Linked DNA regions of Mus musculus: all the other regions are linked to region 3. Evidence: chromatin contacts called from public HiCAR-type, HiChIP or PLAC-seq and promoter capture Hi-C data. All regions are on one chromosome and are shown on one strand. The core of a region is the stretch at or near the end of the contact, and the rest is flanking DNA. Distances in the headings are between cores, read along the strand shown.

Region 1 (3,176 bases), core at 251-2,750, 310 kb before region 3:
AAAGAAAAAAAGAAAAAAGAAAAGAAAAAACTTACTGGAAACATTAATTTTTAAAAATATATAGTGGAGGTACAAGTGATTAGCACTTCTAAAACCCTGAAAACATTCCAGAGACAGAAATCACGACCATGAGCACTCAGAATGCAAGTTAACTGTCAATTACCAGAAGAAAACAAGCATCCACATAGCAGACTGTGTACTTAACCTTCCTTTCTGACCCAGCATCCCACAAAAATAGAAGAAAATAAGAGTGTGAGAAATAGAGAACAAAGAATGGTTTGAAAAGAGAAGTTATAATTTAAATGGAGGGGGGTAAGATAAATGAGAAAATATCACAGAAAAAAGCCAGGAACTTTTGAAACGTCTCCATTCTGAGGTGCTGTGACTGTCTCTCTTGAAGTAATGAAGGTGCCGTCTATGTACCAGAAGACCAGAGATCTTGCCACAGATGAAAACACATAGTCTGAAAGTCAAAGACTCAACAACATATTTAAACAGACACACCCATCACAACTGTTTTAGTCAGGGTTTCTGAATAGAAACCTTGCACAAACATCACGACCAAGAAGCAAGTTGGGGAGGAAAGGGTTTATTCAGCTTACACTTCCAAATTGCTGTTCATCACCAAAGGAAGTCAGGACTGAAACTAAAGCAGATCAGGAAACAGGAGCTGATGCAGAGGCCATGGAGGGATGTTCCTTACTAGCTTGCTTCCCCTGGCTTGCTCAGCCTGCTCTCTTATAGAACCAAGACTACCAGCCCAGAGATAGCACCACTCACAATGGGCCTTTCCCTCTTGATCACTAATTGAGAAAATGCCTCATAGCTGGATCTCATGGAGGCATTTCCCCAACTGAAGCTCCCTTCTCTGTGATAACTCCAGCTGTGTCAAGTTGACACACACAACCAGACAGTACAACAACCAAACATCAGAAGGGATTACTTTAGGACTTCAGAAGCAGCTAGGACTCCTTGAGAGCTCACAATCCCAAACACATCAAGTTAAATCTGTCTTTCATTCGGTCATTGAGACTGTGAGGTCCAATCATAAAGGGATGCTGGAGCCAGGTACAGTGGCACGTGCCTGAAATCCTTGCACTCAGAATATGGAAGCAAGAGGATAAGTTCATGTCCAACCTAGGCTACACAGTGAATTCCAGACCTGCCTGAGCTAAGCTACACAGCAGTAATTTGTCTCGAAAGAAAGGGGGGGGGGGATCAGACCCGACCAGATCCAACCGGACCGAAACCTGGACCCCGGACCCCAGACCTGACCAGACTGGACCAGACCAGACCACAGTGTTACTCAAGTCACATAACTTGAAAGGATCTGAGCAGGGCTCCTACATAAGATACAATCTTTCAAGCTGTTCTTAGGCTATCTGAATAAATGTTTCTCAATCCTGGTCAAACACTAATCCAACTGTCTCTCTGAACACACATCAGACAACAGAGTCGCTGACAACTGAAGCCAGGATCCCTAGGGCAAAGGTTAGAAATGCCAGGAATGTTCTACTCTCCCATGCAAACCACCCTGCTGTGGCTTCCAACCAGAAAGCTGGCTCCCTAGATGAGAGGCTGTTCCCTAGTCACTGCAGTCTGGCACTGGAAGCCAAGATCTCCAGCTAAGCCCCTACACAGAGACAGTGTTAGCAGACTCCATACTGAAATTTCACCAGGAGTGGAAATAAGAAGCCTGCCAATTCTGTTCCCCACAGTCCCAGACTCCTGGCTAGTTTACTTGTAGGAAAAGAAAAAGAAAAAAAGAAAAAAACAAAAAAAAAAAAAAAAACGGTTCTCTACCACACACAGACCAACCAAAAAGGCAATCAATCCTTAATACAGCTCAAGGTACCAAAGCCTGAACAACTCAACTGGACGTCAGAGTTCTCTTCAACATGCCAACTCTGATGGTGGAATTAAGTGTACACATACAAACAAACAAACAAACAAACAAAGAAAAAAAAAGAAAAATCAACCAAACACACACAGAAAAAAAGAAAGAGAGCGAGAGAGACAGAGAGAAGGGAGGGAGGGAGGGAAGGAGAGAGACGACGGGGGGGGGGGGGGAATAAAGAAACCTAAGAGCTAAAAATACCAATAGCAACAAGTGCTTAACATGGTCTCTGGTGACAAATTAGCTTTCAGTTAATCTTACATGTTATTAAAATTATTAAATATCAGGGCTAGAGCAATGGCTTAATAGTTAAGAGGACTGGGTTCAGTTCCCAGCACCAACATGGTAACTCACAACAATCTAGAATTCCAGCTCTGGAGGATCTGACACCCTCTTCTGGCCTTAAGAACACGGGGCTGGCGGAGATGGCTCAGTGGTTAAGAGCGCCGACTGCTCTTCCAAAGGTCCTGAGTTCAAATTCCAGCAACCACATGGTGGCTCACAGCCACCCATAACGAGATCTGACACCCTCTTCTGGTGTGTCTGAAGTCAGCTACAGTGTACTTACAGATAATAAATAAATTAATTAATTAAAAAAAAAGGCATGAGCCACCACTGCTGGCATTATTAAAAAAAAAAAAAAAAAACACCACCAGGCACATGCATAGTGCACATACATGCATGCAGGCAAACATGCATACACATAAACTAAAAAACAAAAAACCTTAAAATTAAATAAATAAAATCAGTAACTAACTGTACTGCTGCCAGATAATCCAAGAGGCCAGATAATCCAAGAGAATGAAACTGAGTTAGTTCTTTAAAAGGGTATAATTAAAAATAATAAAGCTACACTGGGCATGATGCCATATACCTTTAACCCCAGCAAAGGCAGGTGGGTCTCTGTGACTTTGAGACCAGCATGGTCTATAAAGTAAGTTCCAGGACAGCCAGAGTTGTTACACAGAGAAACCCAATCTCAAAAAAAAAAAAAAAAAACCAGAAATGACAATGATGATGATGATGACGACGATAAAAACCAGGCATGATGATATATATTTCATGATCACAGCAGTTCTGAGGCAGACAAGAAAAGATAGAAAAGTAGAAGGCTGTCTACAGGATGCCATCTAAAAATTAAGAATAAATAACAATAATTTTGTTTAACATGTGTCTAATTTTAAAGTACACTTTCCAGCTCTACTGTAGTACCTTGAATTATTTTTTAAAATAATAAGTTCAATGAAACTAAACTTCAGACCTGAAGCTGGTCTCCAAA
Region 2 (3,244 bases), core at 50-2,549, 480 kb before region 3:
GGGTGTAGAAAGAGACAGAAAGATCACAAGCTCAGAAAGAAAGGACCAGACTTCTGGACAAGCAGTTCTAGAAGCCCACAGACATTAACTGCATAGTCACCTCGCACACATCCACTACATACATCTCTCTGGCTTAGAGGACTACAATTTTGTTCCTTCCCTCCACTGAGCTAACCACTGCTTACTGCACCAACAGATGAACACAGTGCATGGACATTATGACAATTCTGCTCCAGCTAGTGCTACCGATTACAGCTTTAACTCTGCACTTCAGTGGTCTGACAATAAGAAGTAAACATTATACCCAACATTCACTAAAACTATCTGAAGGACAAGCTGCTGGCATTACTGTCATATGTGCCCTGGATCCAATTCAGAGACAGCACCACAAACGGAAGCTTGAAGGTGACTGTCTCAGCACATCATAATGACTCCTGTCTAACTATTCAGCTTTTCCTTACTGTGGTCAAGCTCACTTTAACCTTTTTACCCGACACATGCCATGGCCAATAACTCACGTACCGAGTCCTGAACATAAGGGCAGGGTCCATGTTGACTGATGCCATTCGGCCAACGTGACGGATTTCTTTTGCAATCATCCTCAGCTTCTCAAAGTTGACCAGTCCGTCTACTTTTGAGTCATTTCCTGATATTAACAGAGGAGGGACAAGAAGTCACACAGTGTCCATTCTGAGTTACCCACCAGGACAGACAGTGCCCACCTGCGCTCACCCTCATGGAGAAACGTGAGGTCCTTCTTGATGACAGGGAACAGGGGAATGACAGGAGGCTGTAAGTTCTGGCCACTCAGGACATTGCGGTACTTTGCCATGTTTCTGGAAGGATCAAACAGGTCTTGCAGGTCCTGGAACAGCTTTTCATATTTATTGGGAAGCTTTTCCCAGGTGGTTCGTAGTCTTGCCACCGGTGCCAGGTTTAGGCCACTGAGGGGGAGCAGAGAAGAGAGATTGGATGAAATGATGCTCACTAAAACAAAGCAGGATGTACAAGGCAACACAACACCTCTGTGTGCATGGGAACTTATACAACGCCCTAGGGGTCGTGCCAATCCTGACTAGGGAGGGAGTGGCAGCTAAAACTGGGCAAGGGACAAACCATTTGCCTTTATACTTCTGTTTATGTTCTTAACATTTTTAATATTCATTCATTCATATGTTCGTTCATTCATTCATTCATTCACCATTCCATGCATGTGAGTATGCGTGTGTTGGAGGTTATCCCAGCAAGCATATGAAGGCGAGAAGACAAATTCCAGGAGCCAGGTCTCCCTTCTAACACGTGGGTCCAGGGATTAAACCCTGGTGACCAGGCTTGGTAGCTGGTGCCTTTAGTGGCTGGCCCTTCTGTTTTGTTTGTTTTCTGCAATAACAAATGAACTATTTCTTCATCAGACTGTGTCATGTGATAAAGATTGAATATGATGATCAGTAATGACCAACTCTGTGTCTGGACCTAGACATAACTCCAAAGTACTTCCCAAACTAAACTTGTACCAAATAAGTCATGGTCACCACTAGGTGGTCTGCTGCTAGTCTGACCCACTACAGCTTTTTGAATCCTGGCTAAAACTATCACATCCAAGAAGTATGTTCAACTAATCATGAGATACACCAACTAAAACATGCAATGCCTTCATCCAGCACTGGTCAACAGAAAGGACCTGATTCTTCTCCATGGCAACATTCAACCATATGATATACATTGCTTCCAAAGTTGAACAAAAGTTCAACTGGTCTAAAGTTGACCTTCATCCACCACACTGACCTGACTTCTACCACAATTTTTGTAGGGAAAATGCTTCTACAACCATCTGGATGAAGAAAATATTAAGTTGTAGTTGAATCCTAAAACATAGATTTTGGAAAAGACAAATCTATTTCTTACTGGTAAGCATACTTTGACTGTAATAGGTCCTATTTTGATAAACATGTTTGATTTTTATTAGATTTAAAGCTTTCAATCTATTTAATTTAAATATAATTATAAGATGTAAAGTTCAGAGTCTGACACGACAATTCCTTTTGCAGCAGACTCATAAACACAGTCCAGCATGTGGCTCATAACAAGTATTTGAAAAAACAAAGATTGGGTAAATATTCCATCATAAAAATTATACTAGCTATGAGTATGAAGACCATGCACAGTAAGCACTTTACTCACAGAGCCCTCTCCCCGGCCATCAAGAAAGTTTAAGTTATAAGAAATAGAGGAGGGTGTGGTGGCAACATGTGTAATCCCAGCAGATGAGAAACAGGATTCTGAGTTGTATGCCAGCCTGGACTACTGCAGAGAGAGCCTACTGCAACACTTTTATTTTAGGGTTTTACTGCTGTGAATAGACACCATGATCAAGGCAACTCTCCTAAGGACATCATTTAAATGGGGCTGCCTTATAGGTTCAGAGGTTCAGTCCATTATCATCAAGGTGGAAACATGGTAGCTCCAGGCAGGTATGGTGCAGGAGGAGCTGAGAGTTCTACATCTTCATCTGATGGCTGCTAGCAGAATACTGGCTTCCAGGCAGCTAGGATGAGGGTTTTAAAGCCCACACCCACAGCGACACACCCACTCCAACAAAACTACACCTCCTAATAGTGCCATTCCATGGGGCAGAGAATGTACAAATCATCACAACCCATCAGCCTCTGAAGAAAAAACTAAGATTTTGAATCAGAAATAAAGAATTGCTTGTTGAATCACTTACGTCTTATGTCTTAGTGTACATGAGGCTGTACAAAACCAACAAAACACATACACACACACACACACAGGGTCAATTATGAACTAATATATATTGGTAATTACATGGTGTTCTGACACTGATATATATATATATATATATATATATATATATATATTATATATGTGTGAGCGTACAAGTATATAATATATAATTATATAATGTATAATATATAATCTATCATTCATATATACATATATGTATATGTATGTGTGTGTGTGTGTGTGTATATATATATATATATATATATATATATATATATATATATATAAATAAAGTCAGTTTCACCTAGGACAGCTCCTCTTACCTGATGATTGCAAACATGGAGTTAAAATTCTTGCATTCCCTGCAGTGCAAGGCAATCTTGATGAAATGCTTAATGATCTTCATCCTCTTCAGCTGGTTTGTTTCCCGCAGGATTTCAGAAGCCACCCAAAATGTTTCCTGGTTAATGACTTCCTCAAATTTCTTCAGGTTGGCACA
Region 3 (3,328 bases), core at 222-2,721:
TATGTGTTTTGAATGAATTTTTATGCAATAAAGGAGATGAGATTTAATCAAAATTCATTTCAAATGCGATGCTTCATGTTGGTGTTCCCAGAACTTGAGAAGCTAAGGCAGGAAGATTGTCAAGAGTTTAAAGCCAGCCTGGACTAATGAGACCTTTGTTTGTTTGTTTGTTTGTTTTTAAAAAAAATTCAAAGTCTTACATTCTGAACATAAAGTATCCCTAGAAGGTCTGAATCGGTGTGAGGTGTTCAGTTTTCTGTTTTGTTTTGTTTTGTTTTATAGTGATGAAAACTTAAATGGCAAATAAAATGTTTTCTCAACTAGTAGTGCTGAGAGACAGTACAGGACCCAGGAGAGCATCTTTGGAAACTTACCACTCAAAAGCAGAATAGTATAGGGATGTTACTGAGAGCCAATTGCTTAGCTCAAAATGCAAGACCAGCCGCCACTTAGAGCTGTGGGTCTTGAGCCAGCTTAACACATGCTAATCCAAAGGTATGTGTTCCGAAGATGAACTATTAAATATCTGCCTCTGCTTTGTTAAATTAGAACCCGAGACGTTTCATAAAAAGCATTTCCCTCCCTTTCCACTCATCATGCGGCATCAGCCTTCTAACTGATGAGGAAATTACACACTTTTATTCATCCGCCGGCGAGCTTGTCATACACTGCAAGAAAGAAGCTGCTTTTTTCGTGGCTTCACCCTTTCCAACTTCAAAATACTGTCACATACTCAGTGGGTTGGAGCTGCCTGCAAAATGACAGCTTACAGGCTCTGGGGCAGGGGAGACGCAGGTGACTCTCCCTCCAGAGACCCTGGAAGGTACACACCGGTCCCAGACGTGCTCAGACACGGGGGCATATGGAGAAATTTTGTGGGGCACCTGAGGAAAGAGGGCAGAGGATGGCGCAGGGCTCCCACCTGGGGAGACCTGGAGAGCAAGGAAGGAGGACGGCGCTGAGGTTCCACCCAGAAGGAGCAGTAGAAAAGGGACAGGGCGGTTCGCGGCTCTGAGACCCTGAAAGAAGTGGAAAGAGGAGCCCAACCTGGGAGAACCCGGCGAGGGAGGGAAGAGGATGCTGCTGGGTCCCACCCAGAAAGAGGGGCGAGAGAGGCGTGGGGTCCCACCCGGGAGGACCGGGACAGAGGAGAGTGAGAGACTGGGGTCTTTCCCAGGAGGATCTGGGAAGAAGGGACAGGGTGGCGCGGGGTCCCGCCCAGGAGGAGGGGACAGGGTGGCGCGGGGGTCCGGTCTCCATGCAGCCCGCCTGAGGCCTCCCTCCCGCTCGCACGCGCTCACCTGAAGGCCGGCTCCTCCTTGGGCGGCCGGGCCTGGGCAGACGCTGCGCCGCCGCCCCTTTTGTTGAAGAGCTTCTGGAGCAGGGTCGGGGCCATGGCGTGCACGCGGCGGCCCGGGCGGGCGGCCACGCTCCGGGACCCGACGGCTCAGCGCGCAGCCCACGGCGGCCGCGGCGGGGCCATGGCGACGGGGGCGCGGCCGCCCGGAGGGGCGCGAGCGCGGGACCGCTGCAGCGGACGGAAGGTGCGGCGCCGCGGCCGCCGGCCGGTCATATGACGGAGCCGGCCCGCCCGGCTGACAGCTCGCTCCCGCGGGAGGAGGAGCGCGGAGAGGGCAGCACGAGGGAGAGGGAGGAGCACGGGAAGAAGAGGAGGGAGAGCATGAGGGAGGGGAGGAGCACGAGGATGGCAGGGAGGGGGGTGCACGAGCGAGGGGGAGGAGCGCCGGGAGGAGGGAGGAGGAGCGTCAGAAGGCAGCACGAGGGACTGGGAGGAGCAAGAGGGACTGGGAGGAGCGCAGGCGATGAAGAGTGGAACGTGTTGGGAGGAATACAAGGGAGTGGGAGAGAGGAGTGGGCGATGGAGGAGGAGCGCCAGGGAAGCGGAGAGTGGAGCCGGGAGAGGCTCGTAGGGAGGAGTGGGGCGGGGCGTGTGGGGGGAGGGGGAGGAGCATAGAGGCCTAACGTCTCCATTGGCCAGCTTTACCCGCCCTGCGCCGACATCACTAGGGGTACGCCCGGAGTTATCACTCGCCGGGCTCTTACTGGGGCTAGAGAGTTGGGCGGGGTGCACGAGTCTTCACACACTTGACCTACTGAGCTCCAGAGCACAACTATGGAGGTTTTTGTTCTTTGGAAAGAAAAGCCCTTGAACTTGGTCCTCATTTTATCGGGTCCAGGACTCCCTAGCAGAAAACGTGGCCTGAGCTGGAGAAGCAACTTTAGTGCCTGACGTTGCTGCTGGGGATTCTGGCCCCTGCTGCATTTGAGGTCCCAGCAAGCAACTGCCGGAACCAGAGTAAATCAGCAGGCTCAATTTTGAATTTACAAACAGTTTATTCAGGTCACCGGGTTTTGTTTTGGTTTTTTTTGTTTTTTGGGGTTTTTTTGGGTTTTTTGGTGTGTTGGTTCCCACTGGTACATAAGTCACACAAAAGCTGTGCATGTACTAAGCCCATATGTGCGTGCGTTAAGCCCACATATACACACAAATGATTGCTTTCCTAGTTCGTGTTCACATTGGGCACATAAAAAAAAAAAAAAAAAACTCAATAGATTCTTTGATTTAGGGAAGCTGAGTGTGTGCTTAGACTCATTTGCCTGTGCTTTCACGCCTCAGACCCCCTGAGAATTTATTGTGCTGTGGTGCAAGACGTTAAAGAACCTGCGGTTATGAAGAGTCTGACCACATTCAAAACAGTTTATTAATCTGTTTTGCGGCCTAGAGCTCTAACGTGGTTCAGATGGTAGGTAGTAGAGCTAGAGTTAGTTACTTTTGAGTTCCACTCTGACTCCAGCAAATTTGAGGACGGTGAACAAATGACCCACCAAGATTTCTTAGACTTGATCAAAGGAAAGTTAAGGATGGAGAAACATGGCTCAGCAGTTACAAACATAAGCTGCGTTTGCACGGGACTGGAGATCTCTTCCCAGCAAGTGGATCAGAAAGCTCACAACCAAGTCCAACTCCAGGTCAGAAGTCGTCCTCCCCCTTTTGGTGCCCAAGGGCACTGCACTCAGAGGCACAAAGTTACACAATGCGCGCGCATGCACACACACACACACACACACACACACACACAGAGAGAGAGAGAGAGCGCTAAAAAGCAAAACAAGCAAACAAAAAAAGAGGACATTTAGACGTTTAAAAGCAAACATATTTCACAAATATAAGTAATCAAAAGAGGGGGTGGGGCATAGCTCTAATCTGCTCAAGGCCCCCAATCCAGAGGTTGCTTCCTGGTTTCTTAGTCCGGGTCTCTAGCACTGCCACATGGCTCTGTATGTGAAGAGGAACAGGGATATTGTG
Region 4 (3,446 bases), core at 200-2,699, 390 kb before region 3:
TTGCCCTGTGTATGGGCCTCCACATTCTTGTGTGCGTCAGAACTGCTTGGCGGAATGCAAGTTCTCTACATCGGAATGTAAACTTACTCCTGTCAGGGAAGACAACCAGGAGATCAGAGCACAGCAGAGAAGCTGAGACACTGACAGGCGATCCAAATTTACCAAATCATCTAAAACGCCAAACTATCAGAGAGCCTATTTCTCATCTCGTCATTCCTAGAAAGTGATAGACACTGAATGTTAATCTCCTTATAAATAAATCTAATTAACTAAAATGTAAGTAACCAACTGATGCTCCTGAACCAAAATCAATGTATGTATCGATGACTTCAAAGAAAGAGTCACATCTCATTGTCTAGACAAAGTATGGTAGCAACTGTGGAAGCCTGGAATTTCATTCCCCAAGTCAAGAGAAAACAGCAAAGTACACTGAAAAACTTGCCATAAAAACACACTGAATCTTTTTAAATGTTTTACATTCACTCAAAAATTAGCAGGCACTAAATAAAATCATACCTCATGTAAATTACAAAATGTGTGTGTGTGTGTGTCTGTGTGTGTGTGTGTCTATGTCTGTGTGTGTGTGTGTCTGTATACACACTGTGTCAAGAGAGTGGACTAAGTGGCGACGATTCCCTAAGTATTTGGAAACTACACACATTTCACCGTCTCTAGACACCTTCCACAGCTACTTTAGAAATGTTCCACCATCAGCAAGCACTCAATGGCAGTTTGGAAGCCCAGCACTGAATCTTTACTTACAAATGTAGCAAGCACATACAAAAATAATAAGGAAGGGCTCTTCACTGTGCCCCCCTACTCTCCCACCCCCCTGTTCAGTTCCTCTACTTAAGAAGCATTAAGCATTTAATATTTGTAGTATGAACATTTTAATTTCTAAAAATCCAACCTGCACTGTCTTCAATGTCTTTGAAGCCCCAGTACAGCAACAGTGCTGCCACCGTCTACGGCTACGTCTCTGTAGCAGCAAGCGCTCCCATTTCCCTGTTAGCTGCTGGTGAGCCCATGCACTCCGGGCTTGTGGCTCTAGCAGAGCCAACATTCCTTCTGAGGCTCGCTTCCTGCTTCCATGACCCACCCACCTCTCTGGGCTGCATTATGTATTACGCATGTTGTATGGGCACTCTTTCCGCATACCAGTCTCATGACCTCAGCAGCTGCCTGACAGATACTCTTTATCAATTTGTATTAATTCATTATCTACTCTTGTAACTCAAGGACAAGTAGAAATCGGCAATGTCTGTCCTCCTGTGAGGCTTCAAGGTCAAATGTTCACAAGAGCTACAGCTGCAATCTTTGTTATTAACATGTATTAGAGCGGTGCGAAGAGCCGGTTGCTCTCCACCAAAAGAGTTGAATTGTATACTGGCCTGAGGGATTAGTGCGGTAAAGACTGGCGTATATTTACATCATCACAGATGGGCGAGGCTGGAGGAAGCTGTGTGACTCTCGCTTTCCCTCTTCCGGTGATAAAGTTGTTCTTACCTCAGATGTACCGGGCTACACAGAGCAAATTTTTCTCGTGCCACAACCCAAAGCAGCCTGGGACAGTGGTATGAGGGCTACGCTTTGGGAGTGTCTGTGCCCTCGCCACCGACCTGCTACAGACAGCTCAGCTAAATTGATCTGCTGCTATCCCTCTACAAAGCGGCACAAACACGACTCTGCTGACCACTGTGCTTTGGCACAGATGTCACCTGACTGGTTCTTCAAAAGTTATGGTCCAGGCCAGGCTCTCCCTTCAGCACAGGGACCCGTGCCATGACCAAAATGGTTCGTTAATTTTCACCATTTCACAGTGCAAAGCTGAGCATATTGAGTCAGAGACATCGGCTCGGTTCCAATATCTATCCACAAACAACCTAATTTTTATAACATTCGCAGAAGCAACAACAACAAAGATACATTAAGAACTATATAATAAGTTGGTGAGTGAGTAAGACTGATAAAATCAAACACCTCAGTCTTGAAGCACATTTACAAGGCTGGCTTCAAATCCCAGCCATCTATCGGATGCAGCACACTTCCTAAGGTAAAATGCTAGTGTGCCTTTGTGAGACAGGACCTAGCAAAACCTGTTTGAAACAAGGAAAAGAACACTTACACACACGTATACCTTACTACAAAGTTAGCAAGTAATAAAAGGCCAACTGGTTTAGCTCAGCTGAGGGAAATGAGGGCTTTTCTAATGAATCACACTGTGGTATGAGTAAAATGAGTGTTTCCTCCCTTTCTACAAAAATCAACACTGTTGACATTGTTTAATCTGTTTCAGAATTTCTCTTATGGACGGAAGTGGTAAAATCTTGTGATTTACTATTAAAAGGTTTATGATCAAGACTAATATGAGATAACATATGACCTAATAAGAGATACACATGACCTGTATGTGAAAGGAAATTTTCTGAAATAAAAAGGTACTCTATGCTCATGGAAAAAGCTGGTGTTTGACTTCAGTCCAAGCAACCCAGTCAGATCCTAACCGGCATTCTTAATACCAATAAGCTAATCTTAAATCTATAATGGAAGACAACTGCAAAACAATTCTAACAAAGAACAAAATTGATATTTATAACAAATGTACCATTAGGTCACACAAAGGCAGACAAACATACAGAGGGATAAATGGGGGTTTTTTGTTCTTTAGTTAAATATTTTATGTAAATGTTTAACAATTAATTCAGTGGGATTTTAAAAGCATGCGAAGGTAATTCAGTAAATTAAGAAATTCCTGTGGTGCAGGCGAGAGGGCAACTTGAGTTCTATGCTCAGAACCCACAGGGACTTTATGAATTTGTCCTCTGACATTGTTCACATGCACTCTAAATGGCATACACTCCTACACATACACATAGACCTGAAAGGATTGTAAAGATTCTTTTAAGGAATCTTCCTAAAACTACTGACTTCACATGCAAAAATAAAAAGCTTCAAACCACTCAGAAAAATTAACTCAAAACGTATCGTAGACATCAATGAAAAAACTGATAATACTAAATTTCTAGGGAAAAAAAGCCTAAGAAAACTTTTGTGGCACCAGTTTAAGATATCATTAAACAGGATACCCAAAGTAAAAAATACAAGTGAGAGTTTTTAAAATAAATTTTAATTAAAATTAAAAAAAAAAACCCTTCAGTTCAGGGCCAGCGATAAGGCCAGAGATAGAGGTAAAGGTGTTTACCACCAAAACTGAGAGCCTGAGTTCAATTCCTGAGTCCCACGTGGTTGAAGTTAAGAACTGATTCTCACAGGCTGTCCTTTAACTTCCCCAAGCCTTTGTTCATGCTCCTCCCCCTCCCCCTCTCACACTCACACTCACACACACTCACACTCACACACACACACACACAGGAACACAGGGTAAATACTATATTTTTAAAGATTTATTTATTGAATGTATGTGAGTACACTGTTGCTTTCTTCAT
Region 5 (3,565 bases), core at 455-2,954, 440 kb before region 3:
ATGATGATGATGATCAAGATAACGGTATGAGGAAGACAGTATTTTGATACCATAAGGGATAGATTCTTTGAGGTTTCAGAAAGACTGTTAAGGGTCAGAGGATCAGGTAGTTTGCTGTGAGAATGTGTCTCCTGCTGATGTCAGAAGCGATACCCATAGTCTCACCAACATGACTGCCTAAGCATGAGTGTAACGAGTATGACACAGACAGACATGCCAATGTGGACAGGAGAAAGCCCACAAAGCCTCATCTCTACTCAAAGAACGATAGCAACTAAGGAGTGCGGAGAGTGGGAGAAACAGTCTTTCCCAGGGAAGAGCACACCAGCTGGATGTCCAACGCCAAAGGCTCAGCCCTGAAATGTACAGGCAAGTAACAGTCACGGACTGAGCAGGATATATCTAGGGGTGTGTGTATGTGTGTGTGTGTGTGTGTACATACACACACATATGTACACACACACATGCATATATGCATGCACAACAATCCATTAATAAAAAGGAGGCTATGAATTTGAAAGAAAGCGAGGAGAGTGTATGGGAGGATCAGAGGAGGAAGGAAGGAAAAGGGGGAAATGATGTCATTACATTATAATCTCAAAAGTGAAAGAGAAAAGATTCAAGAATTAAGCAATGTTAACAGAAGATAAGAATCTCAGCCTGTTCTTCCTTTTGAGCTAAAGCATTGATTCAAAGTTGCATGTGTGTGAATACACATGTCAGTTTAAAAAAAATTAAAAAGCCACAGAAATATAAAACAAGAGTTCACTTATATTTTTAAGTAAAGTTAAACAACTAAACCTGCACTTATGATCTTCTAAACGTGCTGGGGAATGTGTGCTGCCCCCAATACAGAAACATAGTTGGAGTTTGTAAAGTACAAATGGGGTTGGATAGTCCCATTCACATCGCTATGCCTTTACAAATGAACCTCACCCTTCAGTGCTTTCAAGGGTACCAACAGGACCAGCAAGCTTCCTGAGACAGGATCCTTTCCATCCCATTGTAGAGTAGTATCAAGAGAAACTGATCCACACCAAATACAAAGAGCACCAAGTAAATCAGCTATATGCTCAACCACACAAAGTCTGCTCTAGTGTTTCTACTAACTGTGGGAAACTGGAGAGCAAAAGGGAGAAGCCACAGGGATGCCAAGCAGCCTCCAGGGAACGTATGAGTTAATTAAGGAGGGACATGCTTAATCACAAGGTGAACAATAACTATTACCATGGAAGGAGGGAGAAGGCAATAGAGTGTCCGACTTACAGAAGCTTATGTTTCAGTAAAAACAGTTCAAATCTGTGAGGAATTCTGAAATGAGCAGACTCATACTCCCAGCCACAGTTAAGCAAGGTAAGAAGAGATGAGTTACTATTGGAACAGGCACCTCCAAATTCTCCCATACACGATCCTGTATAACGAAACTGACAAGAAGCAACCTCTCATGATCACATGCCTCCTCTCCGGGTGACTGGTCACCAGGGCCATAAAGTTGTATTTACTTATGAGATGATGTTCAATTTTCTCAATTCCTGAAGGATTCCCTGAGGCCATGAGCAAGAGGGAGCTTATGAAAGTTTCTTCCTCCAGGAAGGTGCTGCAGTGGGCGAGTGGGGAGCACAGGCAATAGGTGGGGTCAGTGGAGTACTGTGCTACTGGGCTAGAAAGACACAGGTGCCATTCTGGGTTGGCTGATGTTGGGACAAGCTCAGAAGGAACAACTGATACTCTGAGGAAACTGAAAGGAGACTCCAAACCAGGGCAGCGGTGTGTGTGTGTGTGTGTGTGTGTGTGTTGGGGCAGGGGTGGTGGGGGGGGGTGGAGCATTCAGGTTGCTTTGATGATACAAAAGTTTCAATCGGAAGTTGGTCGCTAAGATATGGACAGTTCCATCACAGCACGTGAAGGTTTGGCATCAGCGCTTCTGTGTGGTTTCTCAGCGTTTCAGTGCATGTAAATCTGGGGAGGGGTTGGAGAATGAAGTCATGGCTCAGGAATCTGGCAAGCCCCTGAATTCCACTGTAAAGAAGCATCCTTGGGAAGCTGGATCTGACTCACTTAACATCAGGCTTCAGATACATTCTTAAATGGTTACATAACAACACTAATTTTTCAGAACAAGAAAGGATTTCTTTATATAAAAAAAAGAAAAGAGATGTGCTGTCTGCAGTGCTTCTTTCTGTCCTCCATACTGTGAGACTGTTATGCCAGAGCCTTCCCATACTAAAATTTCAATTACATACATGAAATGTCTTCGCCTTTTATTTTAATGAAAACTCACTCTTTAGACTGATGCCCATCATTAATCAGATTCCCCAAGTAATGTCTATCTTTCAAGCTAAATAACTCATTTATTTTTCTATGACAGTTATTTATATTTGCAATGTATGCTTAAAAATGATAAATTAAAATATCAGAGAATTTCCATATCATCAAATAACTGTATTAAAAATCTAGACCATTCTAAACTCCCGGGTCTTCCCACCACGCAGACAGCACATCTGAATGAACAGCAGAAGTTTTTACTTGAACCCTAACAATCTGATACAGAGCAGGCGCAACCTTTAAATTTGTGAAAATGAATAAAGAACATTTACTTAAAATTAAGTCCTTTTTTAAATATACATTTATTTGAATTATTTCCTAAAACTGGGTGTCATAAAATTAGCGGGAAAAATTCTGTTTATAGTAAACCAAGAACATCCTCTTAGGTTCTCACCCTATGAGAACAAGTGTCACATACAACACACACAAATATGCATAGGCCAGGAGAGCTTTCTCTCCGTACTGGAGTGGGGTGAGAAAAATCAGACAGAAGATCTCATCCTAACGTCACACAAACACTGTGTTTAGAACAAGAAAGCAAATACTCATGCTCTGTCTTATACCTTCTGCATTAAATTATTTTCCCCAAACAAAAGGCTTGTTTTTTTCCTTTTTAAAGGAAAATGCAATATGCACAATTAAGAAGTATACAACTCCCACTTCCTGGCCTTTGCTTTCTTTTTTTTTTTTTTTTTCTTCTTCTTCTTCAAAGAAAACAGCACTTATGAGCTCCATAATAACTACCTTAAATCCCCGAAATCATATCATAATAGCAAAGCTCTGTACGGCATAACACATAATGGCACAAAAGGCACATTTAAATATGACCCTGTATTCCATGCTTCTGTAATCCATATTAAGTTGAGAACAAATAAAAACGTTCTACTTAGATCATTTATCTAAGGAAGGTAAATCAGAAAGATCGGCCTTAGGAAGAAATAGAATACATACCATGATATAGTCTCTTTCGCTAGAAAAGGCAAGAAGAAGGGATTTAAATTAAGACCTGGTGTATAAAAGCTGAAAGCATAGAATTTGTATCCACATAATGAACTGATGTCTCCTCTAAAGACGTCAGATTGCTGCTCAGCTAAACCATCTAAAAATACCTCCTTGCAAACACACACGGCATGACTACAAAGACAGGTCTTACTAAGCAGCTCTACTTGTACAAAATCACTTAATAAGTGAGGAAAATGGTGAAGTACTTAGGTAAAAATTAACACGATTTTTTTTGTCA
Region 6 (3,679 bases), core at 1,008-3,507, 420 kb before region 3:
TTTCCTTGGAAGCTCTAACTAACTCCATGGAGCTGGGCGCCAAAGACCTGCACTAAAATCAGACTCCAGTGCGAGTTCTGCTTGACAACCTTTCTTTTGGAAAATGAGGCATATGGTGGCTCTTTTCTAGATTAGGTCTGAAGAGATTTCATCAAGGAAACACACCTAGAACCCGACCAGGATAGGGCTGGACAAGGCACGGAACTGGAATTTGCCAGGGAGGCTCATTCACCTCCTCAGGGTCACTGCATCTAAGGAACTTCCCTGCACCCAACGGAAGAGCTCATCACTTACTGATGACAAAACCGAAACCAAATACTCTAATCCATGGCATCCTACTTACTCATTTCCAAGGCTTTAGTGGTTTATAAGTATTTTTAAAGTTCAACACTACTGCATCAATTCTTACAATAAATTAAAACTAACTCCTATATCATAATGTACAGGTCTAGGATATGTAAGGAGACAGTTCTAAAATGCTTATACACCCACCTAAATCTGAGCACATTATAAGGAGAATAACATATATGTGTGTATGTACATACACATACATATACATATATGTGTTCACATACATACATATGCACACATATATATGTCAATATCATGAACTGGCAAAACGGCAAAAAACTTGTAACATGGTGACACAAAAGTCGCACTACAGGAGTGCACATATTCCCGGAACAGGAGGCTCTGACCTGGAGTTAGACACAGAAATATGTTTCTCACAAATAGCAGTTGTTGCCTGTGGGATTTCAGCAAGACAATCGCACAGCTGACTCATGGGACCAATTACAAAGGAGCAGTAATCTTTCCTGTGGCACTAAAACAATACAGTGTGCTTTCACCACCAATTAACAAATGTTAAGGAGTCAGAAGTGTACCACCGATGGTTTCATTGCCAAATCAATAGCCAGAGCCCCCACCCTCCCACCCACCTCCACGTGCATTCCTTGCCAGATTCCCATGGGCCAGAACCTCTTATAATGATTCACTAAATTCAACCAAAACTGGTTTCTCAAACTGCTTGGGCATTTACTGAAAACTATATTATTTTCTAATGACAAAAAAAAATAATAATTAGCTGTCTAGTATTTCTCAATGTTAGTGGTCCTGTTTAAATGAACTGTTGGTCTTGCTTAAGATTTTCAGAAATCACAGAAAATCGGAAGAATGAGTGAGCTGTAGCTCACCCTCCCTCCCTCCTTCCCTCCCTCCTCTGAGCAGAGGATCTCTCTCTACCCTCTAAAACACTGCTTCCCCTGGAGAAGAGCAACGCTCCATGGAAAAGAACTCCCTGCCTGCTCCCCACATCGCCTGCCCCCCAGCCAGGCAGCCCACGATGCCGGCAGCGCCTGGATACTTACAGACTGCTTCTCCTGCTGGCCCAGAACTCCATGGTTAGCAGGCGCGGCCAGTGGTTTCATAATGAAGAAACATATGCTGAACTGAATTTACACATCATGTACCAACCTCTCACGACGGCAAGTCACCCTCTACAGCATGAAATTAAAAGAAAAAGAGGGGAGGAAAAAAAAAAAGAGGGAGGAGGGAAAACCAGGCTGCAGCTTAAAGTGTCACTACTGGTGAGCCTAAAAACCCTTCACACTTGTAGACAGAAAAGGAATCTGAACGACAGGGCTCGGCTCCATTTTTATCACACTGAAACTCTAACCCTCGGAGGCTCTGACAAGGCTGAGGGAACCTCACCCAGCCTTCAGGCTTCTGATAGAACGAGATCATTTCTGAGGCTGAAGAACAAGAGGCAAAAGAAAAGGGGGGAAAAAAAAGCTAAAATGGCTGACTGCACACAGACTCCCCTCCAAAAGGCTTAATACAGAATTATATTAGCCAGGGTGGTGAAAAGCTAGTCTCTAGCATTCAGCCAAGCATTGTTAACACTCTTGTTTCATTTGCAATCACACATACAGACCCCTCCAACCAAGGAAAAAAAAGAGAGGAAGAGAAAAAAAAATCAGGGCAGAGCGTGTGAATCAGGACCTCCTCCCTAGCTGCTAATGATGCTGACAGTGGTGACCAGTGATCTCTGTCCCACTCCACTAACCAAGTTTACACAATTAATCTCAGCAGTATGACACTGATGGACATTTAATTTAATGATGTCTGTCCCTCACACTCAACACAAGCATGCCTGCTAGCCGGAGTCACTGACAGAAACATGGAACATGCACACACACACACACACACACACACACACACACAATCTCAAGAATCATGAGTCTGAATGCAATACACCAATATAATTACATTATTGTGCTTACTTTGGAGGACCATGGCTGCAGGCAGTTGGCATAGCAACGCACAAGGAAAGCCATTTCCTGGGTAGAGAAAGCTTCCTTTTCTAAATAAAAAAAAATCCCTCTTAGGAAACAAACGGCATTGCTGCTTCCCGCAGAAAGCAAGACACTGTAGTCTGTCTCTTAACCTGCAAGCCTCACACTCGCTGAGGTTCTAGTGATGTAAGTGGGTTTCTCTCTCTCCCTCCCTCTCCCCATATACGCTGAAATATTCAGCTCAAACGGTACACACGTTCCTTAAGGCTCGCCCCCTCCTCTACTTAACCATTTCACTCATTAAGGTAGCGATGGACAATTCAGATAAAGTAACAAGCTCTTGCCTGTATTATATCAGCGGCTGTAGGTTAAGCAAGTCTCAGAGGGATGGAATCCATTGATTGCTGACTCCAAATAATATCACTGAAGACAGGGTGGGAAAACGGAGCAAGGACTTACTTGAACAGCTTTGAACTAAAATATGAATTTTTTTTTAACCAAGGTGGGGAGAAAGGAATCAATGTGACCTCTGCCCCACCCTCAAGTATTATTGTGCCATAGTAAATAAGACTGTCTTAAAATTTATAAAATGCAGGCTTAGCAAGCTTTGTTAAATTTAGAAGATGAAATCACACACACACACACACACACACACATATACACACACACACACACACACACACACACACGCACGCACGCACAGATGCACATATGGTCGTGTCAATAATATTATAATAAACCACCTGGGTTGTTTTTTTTTTTAAACAAACCAAACTTCTAGAGGTGGAACTGAAATTAATGAAGAAATGTTATTCTCCCACGGTCTTAATTTCACCTACGCACACAGGTTACCTGGGAGGAGGCTGCATTACAGCTGACGAGGAATAAAGACACTTCCATCAGCTCTCACAAGCAGCTACACTTTTGAATGGAAGAGAGGACAGAAAGCAGTTATGGAAAACATGTCATCTCTTACAGTGGCCTTTGGCACTGTCAGGGATTCCTACTGGGTCTCTTGTCTATCTGAAGACCGTATCCATCCTCTTCTCTCTTCCCCTCCGTAACAAAAGGCAATTATTCTTTCCAATCATGATGGGAGATTCTTCTCCCTGCCTCCCACCCACTTCTTACACTTCTTACATTACTCATTACCTAATCGCCACAGATTTGAACATACTGCTCCCAACCAAAGATCTGCCCTGTCAACTTTTAAACGTCCGTGCCTCTCCTACCTCAAAGGCAAAATTAAACTAGATTCCTCCTTAGACACAATTTCCTATGTCTACAGACATTCTCTTCCCACACTTCACAACCAAATCTTGCAAGAATTCCTCATTTTCGACTTTCCCTGTTTTTCCATCCTGTATGTTATGCAGATAAAAAGC

The links. Promoter capture Hi-C pulls out the DNA fragments that hold promoters and counts their contacts. HiCAR-type assays count read pairs that join an accessible place to other places. HiChIP or PLAC-seq counts read pairs in DNA pulled down with a chosen protein or histone mark.
Region 1: a promoter capture Hi-C map of embryonic stem cells shows a contact between it and region 3, with 2.1 times the contacts expected there. The contact joins the enhancer-like site here to the promoter of Fnip2 in region 3. A contact is called at or near these places in 10 of 39 promoter capture datasets (the C10 cell line, the HPC-7 cell line, cranial neural crest and 7 more), 10 of 115 datasets of contacts at active chromatin or transcription factors (bone marrow-derived macrophages, embryonic forebrain, embryonic hindbrain and 7 more) and 2 of 9 other capture datasets (adipose tissue and liver).
Region 2: a promoter capture Hi-C map of liver shows a contact between it and region 3, with 4 times the contacts expected there. The contact joins the enhancer-like site here to the promoter of Fnip2 in region 3. A contact is called at or near these places in 7 of 39 promoter capture datasets (the 3T3-L1 cell line, cranial neural crest, liver and 2 more), 3 of 115 datasets of contacts at active chromatin or transcription factors (embryonic stem cells, fibro-adipogenic progenitors and stem cell-derived neural progenitor cells) and 1 of 9 other capture datasets (embryonic stem cells).
Region 4: a contact with region 3 is called in a promoter capture Hi-C map of second pharyngeal arch cranial neural crest. The contact joins the enhancer-like site here to the promoter of Fnip2 in region 3. A contact is called at or near these places in 17 of 39 promoter capture datasets (the 3T3-L1 cell line, 3T3-L1-derived adipocytes, the C10 cell line and 12 more), 3 of 484 Hi-C or Micro-C datasets (bone marrow-derived macrophages, granulocyte-monocyte progenitors and muscle stem cells), 11 of 115 datasets of contacts at active chromatin or transcription factors (the NIH/3T3 cell line, acute myeloid leukemia, bone marrow-derived macrophages and 8 more) and 3 of 9 other capture datasets (adipose tissue, liver and pancreatic islet).
Region 5: an H3K4me3 HiChIP or PLAC-seq map of forebrain shows a contact between it and region 3, with 4 times the contacts expected there. The contact joins the enhancer-like site here to the promoter of Fnip2 in region 3. A contact is called at or near these places in 6 of 39 promoter capture datasets (the 3T3-L1 cell line, cranial neural crest, frontonasal cranial neural crest and 3 more), 1 of 484 Hi-C or Micro-C datasets (embryonic stem cells) and 5 of 115 datasets of contacts at active chromatin or transcription factors (bone marrow-derived macrophages, epiblast stem cells, fibro-adipogenic progenitors and 2 more).
Region 6: a HiCAR-type map of astrocytes shows a contact between it and region 3, with 2.6 times the contacts expected there. The contact joins the promoter of Rapgef2 here to the promoter of Fnip2 in region 3. A contact is called at or near these places in 10 of 39 promoter capture datasets (the 3T3-L1 cell line, cranial neural crest, embryonic stem cells and 5 more), 2 of 484 Hi-C or Micro-C datasets (cerebral cortex and nephron progenitors), 4 of 115 datasets of contacts at active chromatin or transcription factors (astrocytes, bone marrow-derived macrophages, effector CD8 T cells and 1 more) and 3 of 9 other capture datasets (adipose tissue, liver and macrophages).

Annotation. Positions count from the first base shown.
Region 1 is chr3:79,260,646-79,263,821 of GRCm38.p6, forward strand. It overlaps a transcript of Rapgef2 not described here. Among named protein-coding and RNA genes, the nearest start is that of 6430573P05Rik, 25 kb to the right of the region's middle. Within about 2 kb of position 1,501, at least 69 of the 459 cell types and tissues checked have an H3K27ac peak or open chromatin away from gene starts, as enhancers often do. A contact at or near this core is called in adipose tissue, embryonic stem cells and extraembryonic endoderm stem cells, where this site is marked.
Region 2 is chr3:79,082,677-79,085,920 of GRCm38.p6, forward strand. It overlaps Rapgef2 (Rap guanine nucleotide exchange factor (GEF) 2), which reads right to left. Exons shown (of 24, transcript NM_001310536.2): 14 at 3,069-3,244; 15 at 733-944; 16 at 523-646. Among named protein-coding and RNA genes, the nearest start is that of Gm52609, 28 kb to the left of the region's middle. Within about 2 kb of position 1,300, at least 2 of the 459 cell types and tissues checked have an H3K27ac peak or open chromatin away from gene starts, as enhancers often do. A contact at or near this core is called in liver, where this site is marked.
Region 3 is chr3:79,566,208-79,569,535 of GRCm38.p6, forward strand. Fnip2 (folliculin interacting protein 2) reads right to left here and starts at 1,472. Exons shown (of 17, transcript NM_001162999.2): 1 at 1,302-1,472. The coding sequence starts at 1,396. It overlaps 4930589L23Rik (RIKEN cDNA 4930589L23 gene), which reads left to right and starts at 1,985. Exons shown (of 2, transcript NR_152118.1): 1 at 1,985-2,991.
Region 4 is chr3:79,180,297-79,183,742 of GRCm38.p6, forward strand. It overlaps a transcript of Rapgef2 not described here. Among named protein-coding and RNA genes, the nearest start is that of Gm24150, 14 kb to the right of the region's middle. Within about 2 kb of position 1,450, at least 240 of the 459 cell types and tissues checked have an H3K27ac peak or open chromatin away from gene starts, as enhancers often do. A contact at or near this core is called in the NIH/3T3 cell line, acute myeloid leukemia, adipose tissue and 13 more, where this site is marked.
Region 5 is chr3:79,127,422-79,130,986 of GRCm38.p6, forward strand. The region is part of intron 1 of Rapgef2 (Rap guanine nucleotide exchange factor (GEF) 2); the gene reads right to left. Among named protein-coding and RNA genes, the nearest start is that of Rapgef2, 17 kb to the right of the region's middle. Within about 2 kb of position 1,705, at least 83 of the 459 cell types and tissues checked have an H3K27ac peak or open chromatin away from gene starts, as enhancers often do. A contact at or near this core is called in bone marrow-derived macrophages and forebrain, where this site is marked.
Region 6 is chr3:79,143,489-79,147,167 of GRCm38.p6, forward strand. Rapgef2 (Rap guanine nucleotide exchange factor (GEF) 2) reads right to left here and starts at 2,258. Exons shown (of 24, transcript NM_001310536.2): 1 at 1,368-2,258. The coding sequence starts at 1,427.